Linked DNA regions of Mus musculus: all the other regions are linked to region 3. The links are chromatin contacts, called in public HiChIP or PLAC-seq maps. All regions are on one chromosome and are shown on one strand. The core of a region is the stretch at or near the end of the contact, and the rest is flanking DNA. Distances in the headings are between cores, read along the strand shown. Region 1 overlaps Gng2 (guanine nucleotide binding protein (G protein), gamma 2). Region 2 has its middle 36 kb from the start of Gng2. Region 3 holds the start of Gng2 (guanine nucleotide binding protein (G protein), gamma 2).

Region 1 (4,670 bases), core at 1,099-3,598, 49 kb after region 3:
TGGAAGAGGTGAACATGCAGAGAGTTAGAATAACCCACCCAGGAGCCATAGACCAGCTACCCCAAGTGTCAGCAGTGGAGTCTACTGTGTCCCTCCAGCTCACCACACCCTTTGATGCCTAGAGCCTCCATCTATGAAAACCCCAGCCCTCATCTTGTTGAACTAAGAGCATAAGCAGCCTCCAGCAGGGGTAGTGAGTCTGGGCCACTGCCTCTCTGGCTTTATGTTAGCTGTGCTCCAGCCTTTTCCCACCCCAAGGAGCAGCATAAAGAACTAAAGCAATCTGGGTGGCTAAGTTAGGAGGCATCCGGTGAAGCAGAGAAGAAAGCAGTGTCGTGCCTTTATTCTTCAGGCAGGACCTGAGGCCCTCACCACCCTCTGCCCTACCCTACAAGCCTTCATTCCAGTGAGGCAGGCAGACACTCTGTCCTGATAACGCTTGGACATTCCACTCATTGTTCACACTTGGGTTGTAGAGACCATCACATCCTTTTCTCACTGCAGCTTCTTGGGTTTGTGGAGGCTGCATGGGTCTCTCCTGGGGTGCCTGTTGCAGAAGTCCTCCTCCCTGTTGTGTCTTGTCGGCTTTCATTACTGCTGGGCTTCTCCAGAAACACCATGAGCTCCCCGGAGGAGAAATTCCCCCAACAGAACTGCATGATTGACCCAACCTGACATTCCAGAGCCAGTCTGAGCCTTGGGACTTGCCAGCCTAGGCTCTTTCTTCTGAGATTGCAGAGTCTCATCAGAGGCCAGAGGTACTGCCCAGGGGGCAGGATCCATGGGCAGTCATTCTCAGCAGTGTGTGGTGACCTAGGGCTTCCCTGTGGTCCTGGTAAAGTTCAAGGGGTTTTGTTTGCTTGTTTGCTTCCCTCATGATCTTCATTTCTTTAACACGGAATCCAAAATAACCTGAGTGAACCTTAAACTTGCTATGTGGCCGAGGCTGACTCTGTACTTCTCCATTCTCCTGCCTCCACCACCTGAATGGTGGGATTACAGGTGTGCACCTCCTGCATGGTAGGATAACAGGTGAGCACCTCCTGCATGGTGGGATTACAGGTGTACACCTCCTGCATGGTAGGATTACAGGTGTGCACCACCTGTGAAAGTTTGCTTTTTTTTTTTTTCAATATACTTTTACAAATAGTTGTAGCTGGATTAGGCTACTTTGTGGGTTCTTCTTTCTTCCATCTTTTCCTACCCCTTTTCTTCCACCCTTTCAACCCCCTAACACTAGATAGGAAAGAAAACAAGGATAGAAGTTAGAGGAAAAAGATCCTTGAATAAAGTCAGGTGTCAGAGGAGAGCAATGTTATTGTCAGTATTTCCTCCTGCTGATTAGGGTCATTGAGGTCCTTGGAGCAAGTTTGATTGTCACTGGCAGGATATCGGATTTCTTCTTTCTTATGACTACTTAATGAACCACGACCAATAACAATCCACCACACCTCTCTGGAATTTATATACCCTCTGAAAAGCCCCCAGAATTCCAAATATCATACAATCACAGAAACTATCACCACCTGGCAAAATCATGCCCCTGCTAGAGCAGGAGGCAAATCATAGTCAGCTGCTGTGGACAGTCTGAAGCAGCCCCACATCCCACACCTGAGATTAAAACAACAGTTTATTCTTATACTATTTCTGTGTTTTTAGAAGAACCCAAAATTCCAAAATTGTCACTACAGATGGCACTTAGGTTCCAGTCAGCCTCTGAGTTTGGAGACTGCAGTAGCCCAGTTTGTGCTCAGGGTTATGTCCGTCTCCATTTTTGTTTTCTTGTGGTGGTGGGAATGGGGCCCTGGGCCTGGCACATGCTAGGCAAGGGTCCTGCCCACTGACTTACATTTCCATCCCCTGTCACCAGTCTAATATAGCTGGAGGTGACTAGATAGGGGTCATTTGGGAACATAAGCTGGACAAATCAGATCAAAGCTGGCTGGAAGAGGACCGCCGTCTTAGGCGACCTCCACAGTCTAATGCAGAGGAAGAAGCCCCGCCATTAGGCCCCTGTCCCTGCATTCACTGGTCTCCTCTGAGTCTTCCCAAGGGATCCTCTGTTTTGAGGGTGCCCAGGACATATGAAAGACCTGTCATTTCCATGTTTACTGTTATGTCCCAAATAACAACATCTGCTTAGAGAGTGATGTCTGTGGCTTTTGTTGTAGTTGTTTTAAATCTCCATAAAGCTTCAAAGAAACCACAGGAATAAGATACTTCAAGTGAGACTCTCGAATTAATCCGTTCATTTGTAAGTGAAATGCCTAATTAAGGCAGGCTCGGGATCGCCTCAGCAACCCTGCTCTGGTGGATCCGGTGGCTCATGACTGGCCCTTGTGTTTTCTCAGATGTTGGCAGAAGAGTGTGTTAAGTGTCATGTGAGATAAACTGGCCCTGCTGCCTACCAGCCTCCTATTGGTAGCTCTGAGAGAAACCAGATAACAGGATGTGTTGAGTCTCTCAGTTATCATGGGAGAGAGGGGAAGGAGCAAGACACTTCTTGTCCTTGCCCTTTGGCCAGCAGTCACCCACAGTGCCATCAGGAAGAACCAAGAGCCTGCTGCTTCATGATGACGCTCTTGTTTACCTTCAAGGCTTTTCTTTCCACATAGGAGACTGCTTTCACTTCAGTCATTTGTCAGATAACTAGAGCACCTGAGGTGCTCACCATTGTGACCTGGCTCTCATCTTACTCAGTGTTCCATTGCTGTGAAGAGACACCGTGGTAACTCTTATAAAGGAAAGTATTTAATTAGGGCTTTAGTTCAGAGGTTTAGTCCACTATCAGCACAGCAGGGAACATGGAGGCACATGGGCAGACATGGTACTGGAGAAGGAGCTAAGAGTTGTACATCCAGATCCAAAGGCAGCAGGAGGTGGAAAGAGAGAGAGAGAGAGAGAGAGAGAGAGAGAGAGAGAGAGAGAGAAGTCAGATTAGCTCTGGCTTGGAGTTTTAAAACCCCAACTCAACCCCCTTCCCCCCACCCCCCAGTGACACACTTCCTCCAACAAGGAAGGGCACCTGTCCTAGTCCTTTTTTCATGCAAACCACCACTGCTATTAAGAATCAATGGCCACTTGCTCATCTGTGTTCTGCACTTTCCCCTTCTCCTTATTACTTATTATCTTACAGTAAGGGTCCAGAGATGGCTCAGCTGGTAAAGTGCCCTGCAAGCACAAGGATCTGAGATTGACCCCCCAGACCCCCTGTGAATAAGCCAGGCGGGTGGTGTGCACTTACATTCCTGGTGCTGGTGAGCTGGAGAAACGCCAGCCACTGTGGCCTGACTGGAGAATTCCAGGCCAATGAGAGACCCTGTCTCAAATAGCAAGGTGTCCAAGGAATGAACGACACCCAAAGTTTATCCCTGTCTTCTACACATACATATTTGTGTGTGTTGTGTGTGTGCATGTGTGTGTACCTGCATACACATGTATATCCCTACAAAAGAAACACACACAGAGACAGACAGAAACAAACACACATAGAGCTAGAGGGAGAGAGGGGGAATGCATATAAGGACACTATTTTCAAGGAAGAGCAAACACTTAGTACAGTCAACTAAGATCCTTCTGAATAAGAACATCAATGTTTGGTTTTTTGTTTGTTTGTTTGTTTTTTGGTTTGTTTTATATTTTCATTACAGGGTTTCTCTGTGTAGCCCTGGCTGTCCTGGAATTAACTCTGTAGACCAGGCTGGCCTCGAACTCAGAAATTCGCCTGCCTCTGCCTCCCAAGCGCTGGGATTAAAGGCATGCGCCACCAGTGCCCGACGAACATCAGTGGACATGAAATTCCACTCAACAGTTTGCACCTTTATTCAGGAAAGAATGTGTCTGAGTGTAGTAACCAGGGCAGACCTCAACAGTGTCTTTTCTCCTTTGTACACTGTTCTGCCCCAAGTTAGAGAACAGAAGCGTAAGTGAGCTCAGAAGCTGGCCTGCCGAGGGGTACAGGGGGAACTTAGATTAGAGGCAGGAAGCTAGCCCGAGGCAAACTGAAGGTACTGGGCAAACAAACTACTGTGAGTGTGTGTGCGTTCACCCCTTTTCTCCTTAACAGAAAAGTGGTGTGTCTCTCAAATGCTTTTTTAGATTACATACGTTTATTCTTTGGCAAATTCATATGTGGTATATAATGAATTCTGAATACACTCACTCCCTAGTGCTCTCTCACTGCCCTCCCTAAAGTACTTCATGGAAAAAAAATGTCATCACTCTAAACAAGTGCTCTCAAAGAGTGTGTCCTCAGCCTGGAAGGGACACTTTCCCCTGCAAGGGGAGTTAAGGGATGCAGGGAACACCACAGATGCCTCAACCAGCAGCAGTTCCCGGGGAGGGGGAGGGGGAAGGGGAGGGGGAGGGGGAAGGGAAGGGGGAAGGGGAGGGGGAGGGTTGGGACACTGTGGAGGTATACAACAGCTCATAAGGTTTCTTGAAAGATAAACCTATGGTGGGTCTTTTTTTAGAGGGGGAGGCGTTTGAAGGACAATACCATAGGACTACTGTAGTAGTTTTGCCCTTGAGAATAGGAGCCTATGTGTTTTTCTCAAGAGCTTTGCCCTTGAGAATAGGAGCCTATGTGTTTTTCTTCATCTTTCCTGAACAGCATTAATGGGGTGAATGAATGAAATCCAGCCCCTGGTCTCCCTAAGTTATTTTCTTTT
Region 2 (4,409 bases), core at 1,676-4,175, 35 kb before region 3:
CTCTGTAATACAATTTGCGACCAGGAATTGTAATACTTCATAGAGTTTTTTGTTTTGTTTTGTTTTGTTTTAATCATTCAGGTGTGTTTTAACTATTATGGATCTTTTGTGTTTCCATATGAAGCTGAAAATTGTCTCTTCAAGTTCTATGAAAAGTTGTGTTTTAATTTTGATGAGGATTGTATTGAATCTGTAGATTGCTTTTGGTGGGATGGCCATTCTAACTATGTCCATGAACATGGGAGATCTTTCCATCTTCTGTTATCTTCTTCAATTTCTTTCTTCAGTGTCTTTAAGGTTTTTTTTTAGTCATATAAGTCTTTTATTTGTGTTGTTAGACTTAGATACTTTATTTTTTTTTGAGGCAATTGTGAAAGGTATTGTTTCCCTGATTTCTTTCTTAGTCTGTTTGTCTTTTATATATAGAAAGGCTACTGATTTTTGTAAAATAATTTTGTATCCTTCTGCTTTGCTGAAAGTGTTTATCATCTGTAGGAATGTCCTGGTAGACTTTTTCAGGTCACTTATGCATATTATCATATGCTCTGCAAAAAAGGTACTTTGCTTCTTCCCTTCCTATTCATATTTCCTTGATATCCTTCAATTGTCTTGATGTTCTAGCTAAACACTATATTGAATAGGTACAGAGAGAGGGGGTAATCTTGTCTTGTTCCTGATTTTAATGGAATTGCTTTGAGTTTCTCTCCATTTAAGTCGATGTTGGCTATGGGCTTGCTGTAAACAAACTGCTTTTATTATGTTGAGGTATGTTTCTTGTATTCCTAATCTCGGCTTGGGAAGTTTTTGTTTGAATTTTCCTGCAGCGTACTCTCATGGAGTTCACACGCATGCTCGTATGACTATGTTTTGTTTTCTTTGGGGACAGCTGACAAGAGTGGCATTGCTGGAGCTTACGGTGTTTCTGCTTAGCTTTCAGGGACTGCTAAACTGAATCTATATCACTTTACTTTTCTACTGTCAGTCCAAGGAGGTTCCCATTTAAACTCATCCTTGTCAACATGTGATATTGTCTGTCTTTTTGATCAGTGGCATTCTGCTTGTCTGTCATAGTGTCTCATTGGGGTTTTACTGTGCATTGTGCCCATGATCAACTATAATGAACATCTTTTCATAGTCTAATCTTTGTTTTTGTATCTTCTTTGGTGAAGTCTCTAAATTTTTTTTCCCAACAGACATGAAGTTGGGTGGAGTCAAAGGCTTTAAGGAGTGTTTGAAGAGGAAATAGAAGTTCATTATGATCATGTTTCATTGACATACATATGTGGCATTATTAAGAATCAAAAATGTAATTTAAAAATTGGATCGGTTATTATTCATTTGTAAGAATTTTTATGTACATTCTGGTTATAGATTCTCTGTCATATGTATGATTTGTAAATTATTTCTCTTGGTCTGTACCTCATCTTTTTATTCTCTTATTGCTTTCTGTGATATCACAGATTGAACCAGGTGTCTCATCTTAGGCAAGTATTTCACCAATGATTTAGACCTCAGATTACTTTAAACTTTTTTTTTTAAGTAATTATTTAATGTGTGTGAATTCACTGTCACTATCTTCAGACACACTAGAAGAGGGCATCGGATTCATTACAGATGGTTGTGAGCCACCATGTGATTGCTGGGAATTGAACTCAGGACCTCTGGAAGAGCAGTCAGTGCTCTTAACCACTGAGCCATCTCTCCAGTCCTACTTTTAACTTTTTATTTTAAGACAGTGTATTAGTCAGGGTTCTATAAGAGAGCAGGCTGAGCAAGCCAGGTGAGGCAAACTAGTAAAGAACATCCCTCCATGGCCTCTGCATCAGCTCCTGCTTCCTGACCTGCTTGAGTTCCAGTCCTGACTTCCTTTGGTGATGAACAGCAGCATGGAAGTGAGCAGGAAGTAGCAACCACTTTGGACTCATTGGTAACACATATGCGTATCAGAGAATGGGAAATAAATCCAACTTGCTTCTTGGTCATGATGTTTGTGCAGGAATAGAAACCCTGACTAAGACAGACAGGATCTCATTAAGTTTCACAAATTGACCCTGGACTCATTCTGTAACCCAAGCTGCCCTTAACCTTGGAATTCTCCTGCCTCAGCTACCAAAGTACTTAGAATTATAATCCTGACTCACTAAGCCTGGCTTAATAATGTTTTTTAAAGCATGAAAAAAATTTAACTTTAATAAGATTCAATTATTTGTCTATTACATGTTTGATATCAATATCTTTATATTATATCAAAACAAATCTTATACAATATTTCATATTAAACTACACATGTGTACTAAATCAATGCAATATTGTTACACTAAATATATTTTATGAGGAAAATTTGTGCTAAAGCTTTTCCCATCACCCTATCTGACCTACTTTGTACTTTGAGTAAAATCAGAAGTAGCACCCTGTCATAAAGGTCCTCAGAGCTACTGTAGAAGAAATCCACCTCCTACCACTTAGCACAGGATACTAAATCCAGCACCTGGGCCGCTGTGTTGTGCAGGCACACTTCCTAAACAAGGCTTAGCTGAATGGTGTTAGTTGAGCAAACAAAGCCACACAGATGCTCTTCTGCCTGCCTTTTGATTTTCCTTCCTGTGCTGTTTCCCGTTTGTGTTTTTGACATTTTCTTTTGTGTGTAGAGTGTTTTGCCTTGTGTTTTTCCTGCTTCTGCTGGAGTCGTCACTATGTGAACAGGAGACCCTCACATCCCTGAACAAATGGTCTCCCAAAATGCTTCTTGATTGCCACACTCTCATTTGCTGATGGAAGAAACACACCTGCCTCTTGTTGAGCAGCACACACGTTAGGAGCAGACGCATCCTTGCCTTATGCTTCTGAGCAGCTTTCTCTCTGGTGCTGAGCACACCGAGAAAGTCAGGGTCTAGAAATAGAGTTGTGACGTGGAGTGTGCAGAGTCCCTTTCCATGTGGTAAGGCACATGCAGGGGGTGGGGTAGGGCGAAGGCTTCATTCTGAATACCAAATCCAAGAGGCACCTGGGAGGATTTACCGCTTTTGAGTCATCCACTGGTAGACAAAAGAAGATAACCACAACTGACACATAGATGCTGGATGGTGGGTAAGCAAGAGAAGAAGGAGAAGAGGGGGCGGTTAGTGAAGTAGAAGACAGCAGAGTACAGAGATGCTGGACAAGAGTGTGGACCGATCATGGTCAGTGTAACTTGCAGTGATATGAAGAGAGGATCTTGACTTTGCACGGAGGAGGGATGCAGATCACTCTGAGATGAAGGGATGAAGGGAAAGGAAGATCAGCTGCTAGAGATAATTACTTTTGCTTGGCTGGAATGAAATACAGGGATGTGTCGTGACGGATGAAATCTACGCTCTGTCATGAGATAGGACGTGATGTCATCCGGAGAGTTTAAGGAGGAGAAATAGAATGAGGATGTTTTGGAATTGTGAATGAAGGCTAGAGACAGGCCAGAAATGGAGGCAACAGGAAGCGAAGGATTCCTTTTTAAAAAACAGATAAATAAGTATTAATAGAATGATTCATAGGATATGAAGGCTGCACAGTGTTCTCCAGTCACACATGAGGGTAAGTATTTATAAGCAGATCTTACTTACCTTCAGGGAAGGCTGACAAGAGGATAGATACTTGTGGGAGCAGGACATAGGCACAGGCACTTTTGAAGCTGCCCATGTAAATCTTACATGAAGATGACTTTGGAAAATATCAGGCTCATACATTAGGCCAGGAGTTCTCAAAGGATGCTCTCCCAAAGGAAAAACTCAAGGCAAAACACTCTACACACAAAAGAAAATGTCAAAACAAAACAAAACAAAACAAACAACAAACCCTAGGCAGATGCTCTCCAGTTCCACCCAAGCCTACTAAGTCAGAATTCAGTAAGAGAAGTAGGTTTCAGCTCACTTTGTTAAAGCTTGGCAGTCACTAAATGGGAAGAGAGAAAGGCATGCTAGTCCTGGTGATCTTTGGGAGCAAACGTGCTGGCAGGACTCATAGCTGCTGACAGGCATCCACAAATGACAACTAACTCTCTTCTGAGCCTCGGAAAGGCCAAAGAAAGAAAAGCTGGCTACTGTGCTGGATGGTCACCTGTACGTATGTTCAAATATTCCAGGAATGTGGCAGGATTTTGGAATTGTGGGGGAACTTACAATGCTGACCATATGTCTAGAGCATCAGTGTTAACAAAGAAATTAAAAAAAAATGGGTCTGGGTGGTAGTGGTGCACTCCTTTCGTCCCAGCACGTGGGAGGCAGGGGCAGGAGGATCTCTATGAGTTCAAGGCCAGCCTGGATTATTTGGAACTACAGAGCAAGCTCCAGGACAGCCAGGGCTACACAGAGAAACCCTGTCTTGAAAAACAAAACCAGACAAAACGGGAACACCCAGCAGAACAAAAGTTAACGGAG
Region 3 (4,580 bases), core at 131-2,630:
AGATTGCTTCTAATGCTTGAGAAGGTTAGCTTTCTAGGCCTGGCTTCTGAGAGAGGATGGATTTATTTATTAATTACATTTGAGACAGGGTCTCACCATGTAACTCAGAGGAGCTTTGAGCTCAAAGTGATTCTGTTGTCTCAGGCTACAGTACTGAAACTGCAGCTATGACTACCATGCATCACCTCCCTTCAGGAGCAAGGATTCCCTCCTCGCTGCCCTGCTGGTGTTTAAAATGTACCTTCCCCCAAAGTGCTTCCTTAATCCAGAGAAAGAATAACTCAAACCTGGGGTAAATTGTTGCCACAAGCATCAGGGCTCAGCTGTGAACATAACTGGGGGAAGCCAGGGGAACAAACACTGGTGTCCGACCGGCTGTTGACTGTCCGAGCCACTTGTCACCTGAGTTTCAGTCTCTTGTAAATAATAACCGATAGTATGTAATTGAGTATTTTCTCTGCTCTGGGAACTATTTGAAGCACCACGTATCTGTCTGGTCTTACTTCCTTCTCAGATTTTTCCACTGTGAAATATGGTATGATTTTTGCAAGTGGGGAAACTGAGGCATATAGACATTAAGTCATTTGTCTAAGTTTACAGGCAGGAATGACAGCTCAGATTTTAACTCTGGAGGACAGACTGACAATGGTTCTCTTTATTCATGACACTATCCTATTGTCTGAAACAAAGGGCAAAAGAGGCCCCTCAGCCCTACCAATATTAGGTGGGTGGTAGAGGAGGGGATCTATGGCTGGACTGGGAATCCGGGCCACTCAGACCACACCCCTCCCTTCATTCACACTCTCCTCGGACTGTTCTCACTGCTAGATCTACCTCAGCATTGCAGGACTTGGCTTAGCTCACACGTCCCAGAAGTCCTGCGGGTGCCATTATTTTCTAAGCATATGGGTTAAATAAAATCTCAGTGGTAGGGAGACCTTGGGGGAATGAAGCTCCGGAAAGGTTGGCTGGCCACAGAGGAAAAACTCGGCAGCAAGAGGCTGCAAGCTGCTTGGGAATGCAGATAGGCCGTAAATTAGAAGGCGCTGCTGGCTGGCCCCGGATCTCAGGACCAGAGTCTACGCCGGCCCAATAAATACAGTAGCTTCAGTTCAGAATGAGAAAGCAGTTTGGGTGTTGAGGAAACCCACTGAGGCACTGTGTGGACACTGTTGGGAGATGAGCGCTGGGAGATAAGAAAAGGACTGAGAAGACAGTGCAGTGGGGATGGAAGGGCGCTGGAAAAAAGGGGTCCAGGGGATTAGAGCCAAATTAGCATCAGCAGCAGACAAAGCCACTTAGAGGAAGCCCTGAAGTGGTGGGAGAAGCAAACGAGAAAGCTGGCTTGCTACCCGATACTAAGAGAGGAGGAAGTGGGAGATGAGCTGCTTCCTGTAGGAATGAGGATTGAAGACAAAGCTGGGTGGGGACTCAGGCTTGGGCTTCAGGGGCTGCTATACAGACAGACACACGACGCCTCTCGGTGGGCAACTCCTACTACGGCTGGGCTGGGCTGGGCAGGGCTTCGCTGCGCTGGGCTGGGCTGACTGGGCTGGGCTGGGCTGGGCTGGGCTGGGCTGGGCTGGGCTTGGGCTGGGCGGGCCGACCTCACCACCCATCTGCTCCGCCAGGGGAAGCTGCTCTCTAACCAAGCCTCCGGAGCCAAGCAAGGTAAAGGACACGTTTTCCATGTAGCTCCTTTTGAATTGAGATGAAGTGACCATGCTTGTGGGTTTTGGGGTGGATTTCTTAGGGAAGCGAGGAACATTGATTCAGGCTTGGGGGAAATGATTAAGATGGGATTTTAATTTTTTTTTTTTTTTTCGAGAACGATGGTCAGATTTGTGACACATTTTGTTCAGGGTGTGGGGAACCACCCTCAGTGTTTAGGAAAACAAGCTGAATGTAAGAAGTGGTTTGTTTAGCTGGCTCAGCAGACCGACAGGGCTGAGTTGCAGTCAGCTGGGGTGCGAAGCTGCAGTCTGGGCACCCGAGCGTGGCAGACCCTTGTTTTGGGGTGTAAGTGGTGAAAGATGTTAAGCACACTCATATACGTATGTATTTCGGTGAGCCGTCTCTTTGCAACATTATGGCTGTGGTTTGGCTGTGAGGATGTTGGGTTCTTTTGTACATAGATTTTTACCAACAAAGGCTCGCATTTCGAGAGCGAGGGGCCAGTATTTACCTCTAAGGAACTAGTGTCTTCCTCTCCTTGCTGCTACCATTTGTTAGTAGGTCTTACCCTAAAGTTGCATCCTTATTTAAAGGACCATGGCCGGCCTATAACTTGCTGAAAATCGGATACCGGTGTGTAAATGGATTTTATGCCTGTATGAATTTTATCCATCTCTAGATCAAAACGATTGTTAATTCTAGACAGAGATAATATCGAAGTGAGCTGGTTTGTTTCCTTGTCTGTGTATGCTGTACACTGAGTTAATACAATCAGAACACAGTTTTTATTCTGTAAATTTTCTTAAGCACTGGATGCTGATAATGAGTCTGGGATAGTAACTGGTTTGCGTTTATGAGTGATATATATAAAAGTACAATAAAGAGGTCTAACAGGCTTGAACTGAGATTATGGGCTTTTTTGGCAGAACATGTAGGATAAACAGTTTAATAAACTGTGTCATAATTTTTAAAAAATCTTCAACAAAAGTGTAGTTAAGCATAAGAAAGCATTGATTAAAATGATTTTTACTTTTTTATATACAATAAAAGGAGATAGTTTTTCAAAGCAAAGAAAGAGCTTCGTGTGGTAGAATGAAAACAATAAAATGGCATGTTTGAATACTCATGAATTATTAAAATACAAGTTTCTTTTTTTAAGGTCCAAATAATACCAGTGGAGAAAATATGTACTTTTGTGATAAAACCATTGTCAGTTGAAGAAGCCACACAATTGAGATTCAGTTTTGTTTTGTCACCTTTATGAAATTCATTTAGCTTCTCAGAATTTGTCGAGTAGCGGTGCATTTTCTGAGACAGGAAGCTTTCATGGACACTGAAGAAATAAATTTCTATTTTCCTGAGCATGTGTAGGAGTTGCTGTAACCATGGGCTCTTGGGAAGGCTTTCTTGAATTTAATCAAAGCGAGTCATTTCAGGATTCTAAAGTCCCCATCGCATCCTAAAGTGAAATATGTAGCTTCATTCTTCTGGATGGAGACCTAGGCTAGATCTAGAGTCTGGTGATCGCACTGTGTGTCCCTAACTGAAATAGGAAGCTGGGCCTCTGGGCTATAAGGACGGCAGGACTTTCCTTTCATACTGATTCGTCTACAGCCTGTGTTCGCAGATGATGCGACACCCTGCTTTGTTTGGGGATGTCTAGAAAATGTGTGTTACCCCTCCCATGTGTCTCACGGGAGAGTGAGGTGATGAAACCCTGGCCAGTAGGCATAGTAGAGTCAAGGGTGCCCTGCTATCTGTCTGAAAACACCTAAGAGCTGCCTGTTTTGTGCACAGCAGAAAACACTTCCTTAATTGTTAAATTTCAGCTCAAGGCGGAACGTGAGTGAGCAACAGCAGGTCTGTGAGGATGAGGGCAGGATTCTTTCGTAAGCAAGAGCAGATGGGTGGGTGTGCTTCTGCGATGCAGAAGGAGACTATTCCCACCGCTCTGGCCATACAGAACACTCACAGGCATTCTTTTCCTCAGGGTATTTGGTGGCTGGAAAGGGCGTCAACAAACACTGAAATTTTAATGGGATGTGTGTGTGTGTGTGTGTGTGTGTGTGTGTGTTTGTGTTTTCCTGACATATGGTTTATGACTCTTATTATTTTATGGCCAGCCCTGGGCCTCGGGTGATGTGTATGTAGTGATGGCGTTAGCTGAACAACTTTTTAAGACCGATTCTCCAACTTTTAAGTCTAAAAGTAGAACACCTATTCACAAGAATTCAGTATGAGGAGAAGAAAGGAATGTGGAAGAGTGCCAAGGGAACATTTTGGAGGCAACATGCTCTGCCTCCGAAGCCCACTGCTGCCTCTTACCACGTGACTCAGTCCATGGCTTTGTGAACCTTAGCTTCTTCCTTGTGAAGAAAGCACAACAGCACATAGTCAGGACTTTATGTCACTCAGCCTTTGCTTTTGTGTGTGGATAAGTGAGTGCTGGGTACAGAAAGATGCTGAAGTGTCACTTTGTCCCTCTAGTGGCATCTGGAGAAGTTAGCTTAGTGGTCTCTGCCATTGCCTCTGAGAACAGAGATTTCTGTATTGTAAAAGGATATTCATATCACAAAATGTCTCACTTTAGTAACTTTGAAGCATGCAGTTCCATAGAATTAAGCATAAACACATTAATGTGCTATTTTGTCCCCATCACCTGCTGAATTCTTTTTAATCTTGTAAAACAGAAAATTGGTAACTATTAAACAATATTTCTCCTTTTCTCTGTAGCTCAGGCCCTATGAGGAACCATCACGATGGAGAGGGAATCACACAATGTTTCATGATGAACTTAATTCATCTTCTATACTGTCTCCAAGGTTGTTGTAGCACATGTGAGAATCTCCTACATTTTAAGTTGAATAACATTTCATACCATATATCCATCCCATGTTGATTGTCCA

Evidence for each region. HiChIP or PLAC-seq counts read pairs in DNA pulled down with a chosen protein or histone mark.
Region 1: an H3K27ac HiChIP or PLAC-seq map of heart atrium shows a contact between it and region 3, with 12 read pairs. The contact joins the enhancer-like site here to the promoter of Gng2 in region 3. A contact is called at or near these places in 10 of 39 promoter capture datasets (the 3T3-L1 cell line, the HPC-7 cell line, Sertoli cells and 5 more), 11 of 484 Hi-C or Micro-C datasets (the G1E-ER4 cell line, the N1E-115 cell line, cortical neurons and 7 more), 21 of 115 datasets of contacts at active chromatin or transcription factors (CD8 T cells, the HPC-7 cell line, astrocytes and 12 more) and 3 of 9 other capture datasets (adipose tissue, liver and pancreatic islet).
Region 2: a BATF HiChIP or PLAC-seq map of CD8 T cells shows a contact between it and region 3, with 15 read pairs. The contact joins the enhancer-like site here to the promoter of Gng2 in region 3. A contact is called at or near these places in 4 of 39 promoter capture datasets (cranial neural crest, liver, macrophages and 1 more), 1 of 15 datasets of contacts at CTCF or cohesin (CD8 T cells), 13 of 484 Hi-C or Micro-C datasets (CD4 T cells, CD8 T cells, LSK cells and 7 more), 11 of 115 datasets of contacts at active chromatin or transcription factors (CD8 T cells, T-cell acute lymphoblastic leukemia, Th17 cells and 7 more) and 3 of 9 other capture datasets (adipose tissue, liver and pancreatic islet).

The regions. Positions count from the first base shown.
Region 1 is chr14:19,925,794-19,930,463 of GRCm38.p6, reverse strand. All of the region lies in intron 2 of Gng2 (guanine nucleotide binding protein (G protein), gamma 2), which reads left to right. Among named protein-coding and RNA genes, the nearest start is that of Gng2, 49 kb to the left of the region's middle. Within about 2 kb of position 2,348, at least 31 of the 459 cell types and tissues checked have an H3K27ac peak or open chromatin away from gene starts, as enhancers often do. A contact at or near this core is called in the G1E-ER4 cell line, the N1E-115 cell line, heart atrium and 1 more, where this site is marked.
Region 2 is chr14:20,011,202-20,015,610 of GRCm38.p6, reverse strand. No RefSeq gene overlaps it. Among named protein-coding and RNA genes, the nearest start is that of Gng2, 36 kb to the right of the region's middle. Within about 2 kb of position 2,925, at least 31 of the 459 cell types and tissues checked have an H3K27ac peak or open chromatin away from gene starts, as enhancers often do. A contact at or near this core is called in CD8 T cells, the MNK3 cell line, Th1 cells and 3 more, where this site is marked.
Region 3 is chr14:19,974,049-19,978,628 of GRCm38.p6, reverse strand. It overlaps Gng2 (guanine nucleotide binding protein (G protein), gamma 2), which reads left to right and starts at 1,380. Exons shown (of 4, transcript NM_010315.4): 1 at 1,380-1,671.